Linked DNA regions of Canis lupus: region 1 is linked to region 2. Evidence: chromatin contacts called from public Hi-C data. All regions are on one chromosome and are shown on one strand. The core of a region is the stretch at or near the end of the contact, and the rest is flanking DNA. Distances in the headings are between cores, read along the strand shown.

What was found. Hi-C and Micro-C count contacts between places; a contact is called where the count stands out from the background.
Region 1: a Hi-C map of blood shows a contact between it and region 2, with 4 times the contacts expected there. The contact joins the promoter of KDM7A here to the enhancer-like site in region 2. A contact is called at or near these places in 2 of 9 Hi-C or Micro-C datasets (both in blood).

The regions. Positions count from the first base shown.
Region 1 is chr16:8,521,539-8,526,141 of UU_Cfam_GSD_1.0, reverse strand. KDM7A (lysine-specific demethylase 7A) reads right to left here and starts at 2,127. Exons shown (of 20, transcript XM_038559409.1): 1 at 1,934-2,127. The coding sequence starts at 2,127.
Region 2 is chr16:8,462,556-8,466,945 of UU_Cfam_GSD_1.0, reverse strand. All of the region lies in intron 2 of LOC111090234 (a long non-coding RNA gene), which reads right to left. Among named protein-coding and RNA genes, the nearest start is that of KDM7A, 59 kb to the left of the region's middle. Within about 2 kb of position 2,750, at least 4 of the 20 cell types and tissues checked have an H3K27ac peak or open chromatin away from gene starts, as enhancers often do. A contact at or near this core is called in blood, where this site is marked.

The DNA.
Region 1 (4,603 bases), core at 878-3,377, 60 kb before region 2:
TGTGATATGTTCAAATTTCAGTTTTACATGTCATCAAAATACGGGGGGGGGGGGGAGGGAATCGATCTGGAGTAATAAAAAAAGAATTTTAGATAACTTATTCTTAATTACAGGTTGACAAAGTTGTTATAATTATTCCCCAAGCTGAGACCCAGACTGTGAAAGATTACCTGATAGACAAAATTAGGACGCTGTCCTCTTTTTACAGTGACAATTTTAGGGATGGTTGGTTTTTTTTTTTTTTTTTTTCCTCTCACTGTTGTTGCTGTCAAGGGCTGTGCAACCTGATTCAATAAAACTCCTCGAAGATGAAGCAGAAGTAAACGTACCTAGCACTAAAGCCTGAAAAGAACGCTGTAATGTAAGCGGTTTTCTCTCCCAGGGCCAGTAGAGGGAGACTCAGACATCTGGCCTGGTCGCGTAGTGTTTCTGTAAAATTGGGGAGGGGAGGGGAGGGGAGGGGAGGGGGGAGCGGAGGCTGTATTTAAATGTCCTGCTGTCAATCAAAGGACACTTCCTACAATCACAGTCACCATATCTGCTATTAGCCCCGAGCGGACTCTCGTCCACCGACGACCCCACGCGGTGCCCGCGTAACCTGCTTCACCCAAAGGTGACCGCGGGCTTTGCCACGACACCCAAATAAGGACTTTGGGAGCCCAGCCCCAACTAGTTTCTTTGTTTAAATGCCTGCGAATCCCTCCCACGCCGGAGTCAAGAGGCTGTGGCGCCGCCCTTTATTAGCCTCACACTTTGATTACAAAACACACGAGTCGACGGCTCGGCGGCGGAGGCGGCCCCGAGCTCTCACAAACGTCAAACCCCAAACGCCGGCGGCCGCGGGGGCGGGGGCGGAGGGCGACGCTCGCCGCCCCCGCCCGGGCCCGCGGTGCCCGCCCCCGCCGCAGAGTTGGCCCGCGCCCCCCCCGCGCCCCCCCGCGCCCCCGCGCCCCCGGGCCGCCCCGCCGCCGCCGGCCCCCCGGCGACGGGAGATTTCACTCTTTGTAAAGTTTGAGCCGCGCCGCGGGGGCGACGCGGGGGGCTGGGGACCAGCGGCGGGGCGGTGTCCTCCCCCCTCTCCCCCCTCTCCCCCCCCCGCCGGGGCCTGCCGCCCACGCCCCCCGCCCCAGCCCCGCCAGCACCGGGGCGCCGGGGGCCGGGTCCGAGCCGACCGCGCGCCCGCCCGCCCGCCCGGGACCCCCGGCCCCAAACTTCCCAGTGGCATCCTGAAGTCCCCGAGCGCGCCTCATCTGTTGCTCTGTTTACTCCTCCGGGCCCCGCCGGCTGGCGCTGCCGACGCCCCCGTCCCGGCGCCCCGCGGCCGCGGAAGTTTGATGAAGACCGGGGACGGGGGCGCGACCGGGACCGCGGCGGGGGAGGGGGCGACGGCGATTCCCGGAGCCCCCGAGCCGGGGCGAGCCGCCCGCCGCCCGCCGCCCGGAAGGAAGGAAGGAAGGAAGGAAGGAAGGAAGGAAGGAAGGAAGGAAGGAAGGAAGGAAGGAAGGAAGGAAGGAAGGAAGGAAGGAAGGAAGGCGCTGCGGCCGGCCGGGCAGGGCGACCCGCCGGGCGGCGACTCCGGGCCGGAGCCCCGGGCGGCCGGGCGGCCGGGCGGCGGGCGGCGGCCGGGCTGCGGGCGCGGCGAGGGGCGGCGGGCCTCCGCCGGCGCCTGCCCCGGCCGCGTCCCCTCGCCCCGGTCTCCGCCTGCCAACTTCTCGGCCGGCCCCCTTTGTTCCCGTGTGTTGTGGCGACTCTTCTCCCGGCCGGGCGAGCCCCCCGGCGCCCCTCCGCCCGCCCGGGGCCCCGCGCGCCCCGCTGCCCGGGCCGGGGGCTCGGCGCCTGGCGCGGCGCGGCGGCCGGGCGGGCGGAGGGGGGCGCGGGCGGCCGGCGGCGGCGGCGGCGGCGGCGGCGGCGGGGCTGGAGGGGGTTTATTTACCTGCCGTGGAACCAGTCCTTGCAGATATCGCACTCGATCATGAAGCGGTTCACGTCGTACGGCTGCCGGCACACACAGTACACCGGCGGGGGCGGCGGGGGCGCCGAGGCCCGGCCCGGAGCCGCCACCGACACGGCTGCCGCGGCGGCTCCAGCTGCTGCTCCCGCGGCCACCGCCGCCGCCGCTCCGGCCATCTTTAAAAAACACACACACGCTCGCTCGCTGCTCCGCTCGCCGACTGGAGCGAGCGCAGCCGCCAGCCAGCGCCGCCTCCTGCAGCAGCCGGAGCAGCAGCCGCGGCGGCGGCGGCGGCGGCGGCGGCGGCGGCGCGGCGGCGCGGCGGCGGCGGTGGCAGGCGGCGGCGGCGGCGGCGGCGCCTCAGTGCGCGCGCGCGAGGTCGCGGCCGGGGCCGGAGGGGGGGCGCGCGCACGACGCGCGAGGCTGCGGCCCGGCTCCTTCCGGCGCTCCGCGCGGGGCCGTGCGTCTCGCGCACGTCGTCCCGCCGCCGGCGCGCGCGCCCCGCTCCCCTCGCGTCGGCCGGGCGGGGGGACCCGCTGAAGGGCACGCGGGGCGGGGGAGGCGGAGGCGGGCCGAGGCTCCCTGAGGACACGCGCGGCGGCGCGGGGAGCGCGGCGCGGGGAGCGCGGCTCCGGGAGGGGCCCGGCGGGAGCGTGCGGGGAGCGGGCTCCGGCGTTTGTGAGCCGCCGCCGAGGCCGGGGAAGTTCCTGCGCAGTGGAGAGCGGCTCGCGCTGCGCCTGTGCCCTGAGGGGGAAGGCGAGAAGTTAGAGCCGCGCAGGGCGCCTCCCGAGGGCCCGGAGCGTGCCGGGGAGGCCCGCGGACGGACGAAGACGTCCCACCCCGGTTCCCACCGGCTCGCCGCGGGGAGGTCGTGTCGACGGAGCCGCCGGTTCCCGGGACGGACTCCCTGACGCCCGCCAGCCGAGAGGGGCCCGAGCGGCGCGCGGTTGGTGCAGGGAGGACCCGGCGCGTCGTGAACGGCACGACTCGACTCGGATGCCGACGCTCTCGACTCCCAAGTTGGGAAGAAAGGGGCAAAATTCTAAACGGCAGGGAGACCTCGGAAAAGGAATACTACAAAAGCTGGATAATACGGCATAGTAGGCCATTAATAAATATTTTTGAATGAAGGGTGAGATTGATCAGAATAAGAACGGCTAACGGGGATGCCTTGGAGTCAGAACTACGCGAACCGGAAGGCATGTGAAGGATGAATTTCACAAGCATTTCTGTTCCCGGGGGAAAAGCCCTGGTGAGCTCCCATCTCACCCAGCCCCAGGCAGAGAATCGCTGATCTAACCTCTTTTTAATCCTGGAGGAAAGCGAGGAACTTGCCTGAAGTCTCACAGATAGGAGCTGGAGCTAAACTTTGATGATGCACCCAATCCTTCTCCTTACCTGGTACATCTTTTGCGGGAAGAAACACCTGGAAATCAGAGTTGACCACGAAGTGAATATGTTTGGACATACTTCTACTGGAGAAAAAGGAAAAGTTACTCTAATGTTGGCATCATGTTTAGAGGCATCATAAATTGGTGGAGTGGAAAGCCCTGCGTTCAGACCCTGCTTTATACAAGCCGTGCAGCCGTGGGCAATCACTCCGTTTCTCTTGAACTAGATCGTTGGAGATCTGTTCAAGGAAAAATTATGGATAATAATACCTCCTTAACTACCTCACAGAGGTTTTATAACAAGCAAAAGAGAGGACGTATTTTTAAACGTACATTGTAGACGATGTGTGTTGGGGGACAGCACAGCAAGTGTGTAACGGAAGGGAAGGCAGCCTCCAAAGCCGTCATGTTGGACTTGGGGTGAAAGGGGCATCCACACAGGGAAGTGGCCTGGTATAGAGTGCTCTCCTCACCTTGCTGGAGGGGCCATCTGGCCTTAGGAAGTCAGTATGGGTAGATGAGAAGGGTAGCCAAGCAGAGGAGGGGCCAATATCAGTGGTGGGAGGTAGGTTATGTTCAAGAGTATTGATCCAATATGTAAGGGAAATGAGAATCAAATTTCTTACTGTTGAGGAAGAGAGGTACAATAGAAAGAAGACTAGAATGACCTTTTCGGTAGTGGACTGATAATGGAGGTTATCAATATTAATATAGGTGTATAAGTACATATATACTCTGTACACTGAGAGAGTCTGGGAGTAGTCACAAAACTGAACAATGAGTACATCTAGCCCAGATCTTGGCTTCTCCATACCATTCTCCTCAGTTTTCTTCTTTGGCAAAATGGCTGATTTCAGAACTTGGAGAAGTACGGGATGAGCCTGGAGCCTCTAGCTGTGCCAGAAAATAAGGACATGCTCAAAGAATAATGGAGCATGTCAAACGGACACAGGCCAACTTGTGTCCCACTGGCCAAATCTTTGACAAATTCAGCTTCAAAATAAACAGTGATAACCTATTGTAACCCACTGAATAGCGTAGGAAAACCCACATATGTAAATAAGCATAAACTGAAAATTTGAAAAAGATTGGAATATTTACACGCTTTCAAAATAACGCCCCCATGAAGTTCTTATTCGGTATAAAGGGAATTAGAGTAATGTTACAGCAGAGAGAATCTGGCAGACATCATCTTAATCAAGTGCCATTGGTAATGGGACAAATCAAAATCATGCACCGGCAGATAGGATCCAATGAGAAG
Region 2 (4,390 bases), core at 1,501-4,000:
CATAGGGGAACAAGTTAAATTATACCAAGAGGAATCGAGACTACCAATTCACAGTGTGGAACACACTATAAGACAACTGACCCGTGACAAAGGCTCTCTCCTTGGCCAGACTCGCGTCAGGCTCCTCCAAACATCTTTTAATGAGGTCTTGACCTTGGTCCCCACTCTGTCTTGGGCCTGCCCAGCCAATCTTGGCAAAGAATCTTGCTAAATCATCCCCCACCCTTGACATCCGACCATCCTTGACTTCTGATCAAGGTCCTCATCCCCCAGCGTTGATATCTACGCTGTTGACCTGCCTTCAGCAAGAGTCACATCAGGTCAGTGTAGTAAGAATCCCCCTACCCTCTCCTCTTGACATCTGCCCTTTGTCTATCCACTGACCCCCTCCTCCTGCTCCTTTTTTTTTTTTTAAGATTTTATTTATTTATTCATTCATGATAGTCACACAGAGAGAGAGAGAGAGAGGCAGAGACATAGGCAAGGGAGAAGTGCAGGGAGCCCGACGTGGGATTCGATCCCAGGTCTCCAGGATTGCGCCCTGGGCCAAAGGCAGGCGCTAACCCGCTGCGCCACCCAGGGATCCCTCCTCCTGCTCTTTGGCTATAAATCCCCACCTGTCCCTGTTTCAGAGTTGAGCCCAATCTCTCTCCCTTATTACAATAATCTTGAAGTCTCCCTTATCGTTCAAGCATAATTTTTTCTTTAATAGTTCAAAAATCAATGTCCTTTAAAAAAAAGGTGGATTACTTTAGAATAAAAGAAGCTAGAAAGATGTAACAATCAAATGAATATATAAGATACTGTGATCAGATTCTGCTCAAAGAAGAAAAAAAATCTACATAAGATGTTTGGAGGACAACTGGATCCTTTTGATTACAGATCGGATATTATAAAATTATTGTTAGTTTTTGTATAGGTGATAATGGCAGGGCTGTGCTTTGCCTGAGGTTTCTTGAGGAAGATCCTGCCTTGCTTCTTCCTACATTTTTTGGGGGGATTGCTGGCAATCCTTGCTGTTCTTGGCTTAGGACAGCATTAACTCCTCTCTCTGTCTCCACAGTCACATGTCCTCCGTAGTGTGTCTGTGGCTTCTAATCTTTCTTTATAAGGACACTGGTTATTGGATTTAGGGCCTACCCTACTCTAGGATGCTCTTATCTTAACTTGATTACACCTGCAAAGGTGCTGCTTATGAACAGGTCACCTTTACTGGCACCAGGCTTTAGGACTTCAGCCTGTCTTTTCGGGGGAATGTAACTCAACCCACAACAAGGGTGAAATGTCAGGATGTCTGAAATCTACTTTCAGCTCTTTCAGGAAAAAAAAAATAGCTATAGAAAGAGCAAGAAAGGAAAAAAAATTAATGTAGTGAATGTGATCACTGTGATTCCTTAAGCTCCAGCTAAGCATGGATCCCAACTTGGGGATTGATCCCAAGACTCTGAGATCACAACCTGAGCGGAAATCAAGAGTTGGACGCTTAACCAACCAAGTGCCCCGAGCATCACTGTTTTTTTTTTTAAAGATTTTATTTATTTATTTGACAGAGAGTGCAAGAGAGCATAAGCAGGGGGTGTAGCACAGGGAGAGGGAGAAGCAGACTCCCCGCTGAACAGAGACCCTGGTGCAGAACTCAGTCCCAGGACCCTGAGATCATGACCTGAGCTGAAGGCAGACTGAGCCACCCAGGCGTGCCCCTCAAGCATTCCCATTTTTAATAAGGTGATCCTAACACAACACTAGGGTTGAAAAATACTAAATGCTAACACCATATTATTAAAAATACTACTAATACTAAATACTAAACATAAATATATACAAACACTAAAACATTAAATATATTTTAGGAAATATGAATACTAACTACTATAAACACTAAATACTATTTTTATACTTATAACACTAAATACTATAAATATCTACTATAAATACTATAAAAATAAATACTAAAATATTATAAACTCACATGGATGTATTTAAATCCCCTGCCCCTTCTTTCTACCCACACACTCTAAAATGTGTTCTTTTTTAGAGCATAAATTTATGTAAAAGTGTACCAACCAATATTTCAGCGAACATTGACCCATGTAACAATGTTGAACAATTTATTATTAGATACATACTTCACAGTAGGGAGATATAGCCAAAGTTTATTTCTCTTGAACATCAATAGGCTTCAGCTAGGATTTGTTTTTCCTCCCTGTCTCTGCTCTTACCTCTCTTAAAGGTATAGGCTTTTCTTTTTTTAAATCTCTTTACTCACATTTTAGTGAGGTTTGGGGAGGAGGCTGGGGCTTATGCACATGTTCAATCTGCTATGTTTAATGGGAAATCCTCAGAACCCAAAGTTTTCAACCCTAATTTTATTGAAATAGGCTTCCTCCTGTAAACCTAATCCCAGTTTCAAAATGGAAGTCAAGGAGAAATAAGACTTGATTCACATAGTTTGTAGACCACTTTCCAAAAATGCACTGGCCTGTGTGGTTTAGTCTGAATGATCCATCTAAGTATAATTGTCTGACCGTCCTGTGTGGACCATGTATATACAGCTCAAAGCCAAAGCCCCAGCCTCATCCCTTCTGGTGAAACACCAGTGCCCACAAACAGAAGGTTCCCCTTCTCTCACCCTGGAATAAACAGGAAGGTCTCTTGGGGCTGTGGTCTTAGGGCTATAGCTCTGCCCCTAATTTCTTCAGACCCTTTACTAAGAACTGAGTCATTGCAACATCACACCCAGCCAGCTGTCTCAGCACAAGAAAAGCTTTGCTGTGGTATGAGGTTTTGTGGGCTGCAAACTCCATCTAGGTCAGCAAATTAAACCCCATGGTGTGGTTACAGAGTCCAGCTCCATCTAGCTAAAGGGCTGTCTGACTTTACTCTATGGCCACCGGCTCTTTTGGTGCCTGGGATACTAGGCCCCTTGGCGGCTGTTTAAGGTACAACACTTCAAGCCTAAACCACTGGATGACATATGCCTAAACCCAGAATCTTGTTTTCTCCACCAGGGCTCTAGGGTATATGAGAATAGCAATACTCCACCACCCCTGCAGACATGGAGGTTTGTGTGTGTGTATTGGGACAAACACGGAAAATAGAAATGTGTTTCTTCCTTAGTTTCTCCTACTACTTGTGTTTTTCTGCTGCCGTGTTGACCCAAACATGAGCCTTTCTTCTCAGTTCTCTTTCATGGAAGTTTTTAAGAATCATTTCACAACAGATGGCCAACTGGTATACCTAGATTGGGTTTTACAAAGGGCAGTGTCTCAATGGTGTGGAGTCACCTTGGCTCAGGAACTGAGTCTCAGATTTATAGTGGATAAAGCCTTCAGAAACTACATTATGTCAAAAATTCAAAACAACTCAGCAACTACATATTTGAGGGCCTGCTACTATCCAGGGCTCAGGAACACAGACCTGAAAACCAGAGTTGTCTCTCAGGAGTTCTTTGACATTGGAGGAAGACCAACATAGTAGTGAATGGTTATACTTCTTACTACCTAGCACCTGCTCCTGCTTCTGGAAACAGTACCCCAAGTTCACTCTGGGGAAACTGCCCCCCTCATCCTGTGTGCTTTCACTGGGACTGAATCTGCCCCTAGCTCTAGAGCTGAGGTATAGACTCACGCCTGACCACAGTGATTGGTTTAAAGATGGGCATGAAACCTTCAAAGCCAAAGATATCCATGAAATGTTTGCTGATACTATTCAGGCAGAGGTACTAGGTACTTTTTACTAGGGTTGCTACCAGTAAGGATGATACAAGAATAGAACTGCCAGAAGCCACAAGATGGAAACCTAAGAATGAGGCCAACACAGCAAAAGACAGATCTGAATGAGAGAAACTGAGCTCCTCGGTCATGCCATTTTTGAAATTCTGCATATTCCTAGACTTCTCTGTCAATTGTCCCAATATCATTTTTATTTACTTAAGCTACTTAGATGGGGTTTTCTGTAATTTGCAACTAAAACAGTTCTATGTAGTAGGTTGAATAGCGTCCACCAAAAATTCACACCTACCCAGAACTCCGGAATGTAACCTTATTTGAAAACTGGGTCCTTTAAGATTTAATCAGTTAAAAATGTTGAGAGGATATCATCCTTGATAGATGATGTGCCCCAAATCTAATGACTGGTGTCCCTTTAAGATGAGGAGAGCCAGGGGCTGGGGGAGTTATGCTGCTCAAGGCCAAGGAGCACCTGGGGCCACCAGAAGTAAGGAAGAGGCAAGGAAGGATCCTCTCAAGAGCACGTAAAGGGAGTCTGGCCATGCTGACACCTTGATCTCAAACGTCTGGCCTCTAGAACCGTAGAATGTCCACTGCTCTAAGCCACCCATACTTTATTATGGAAGCTCAAGCAAACTAATACTCTCTAATATATGTTATCA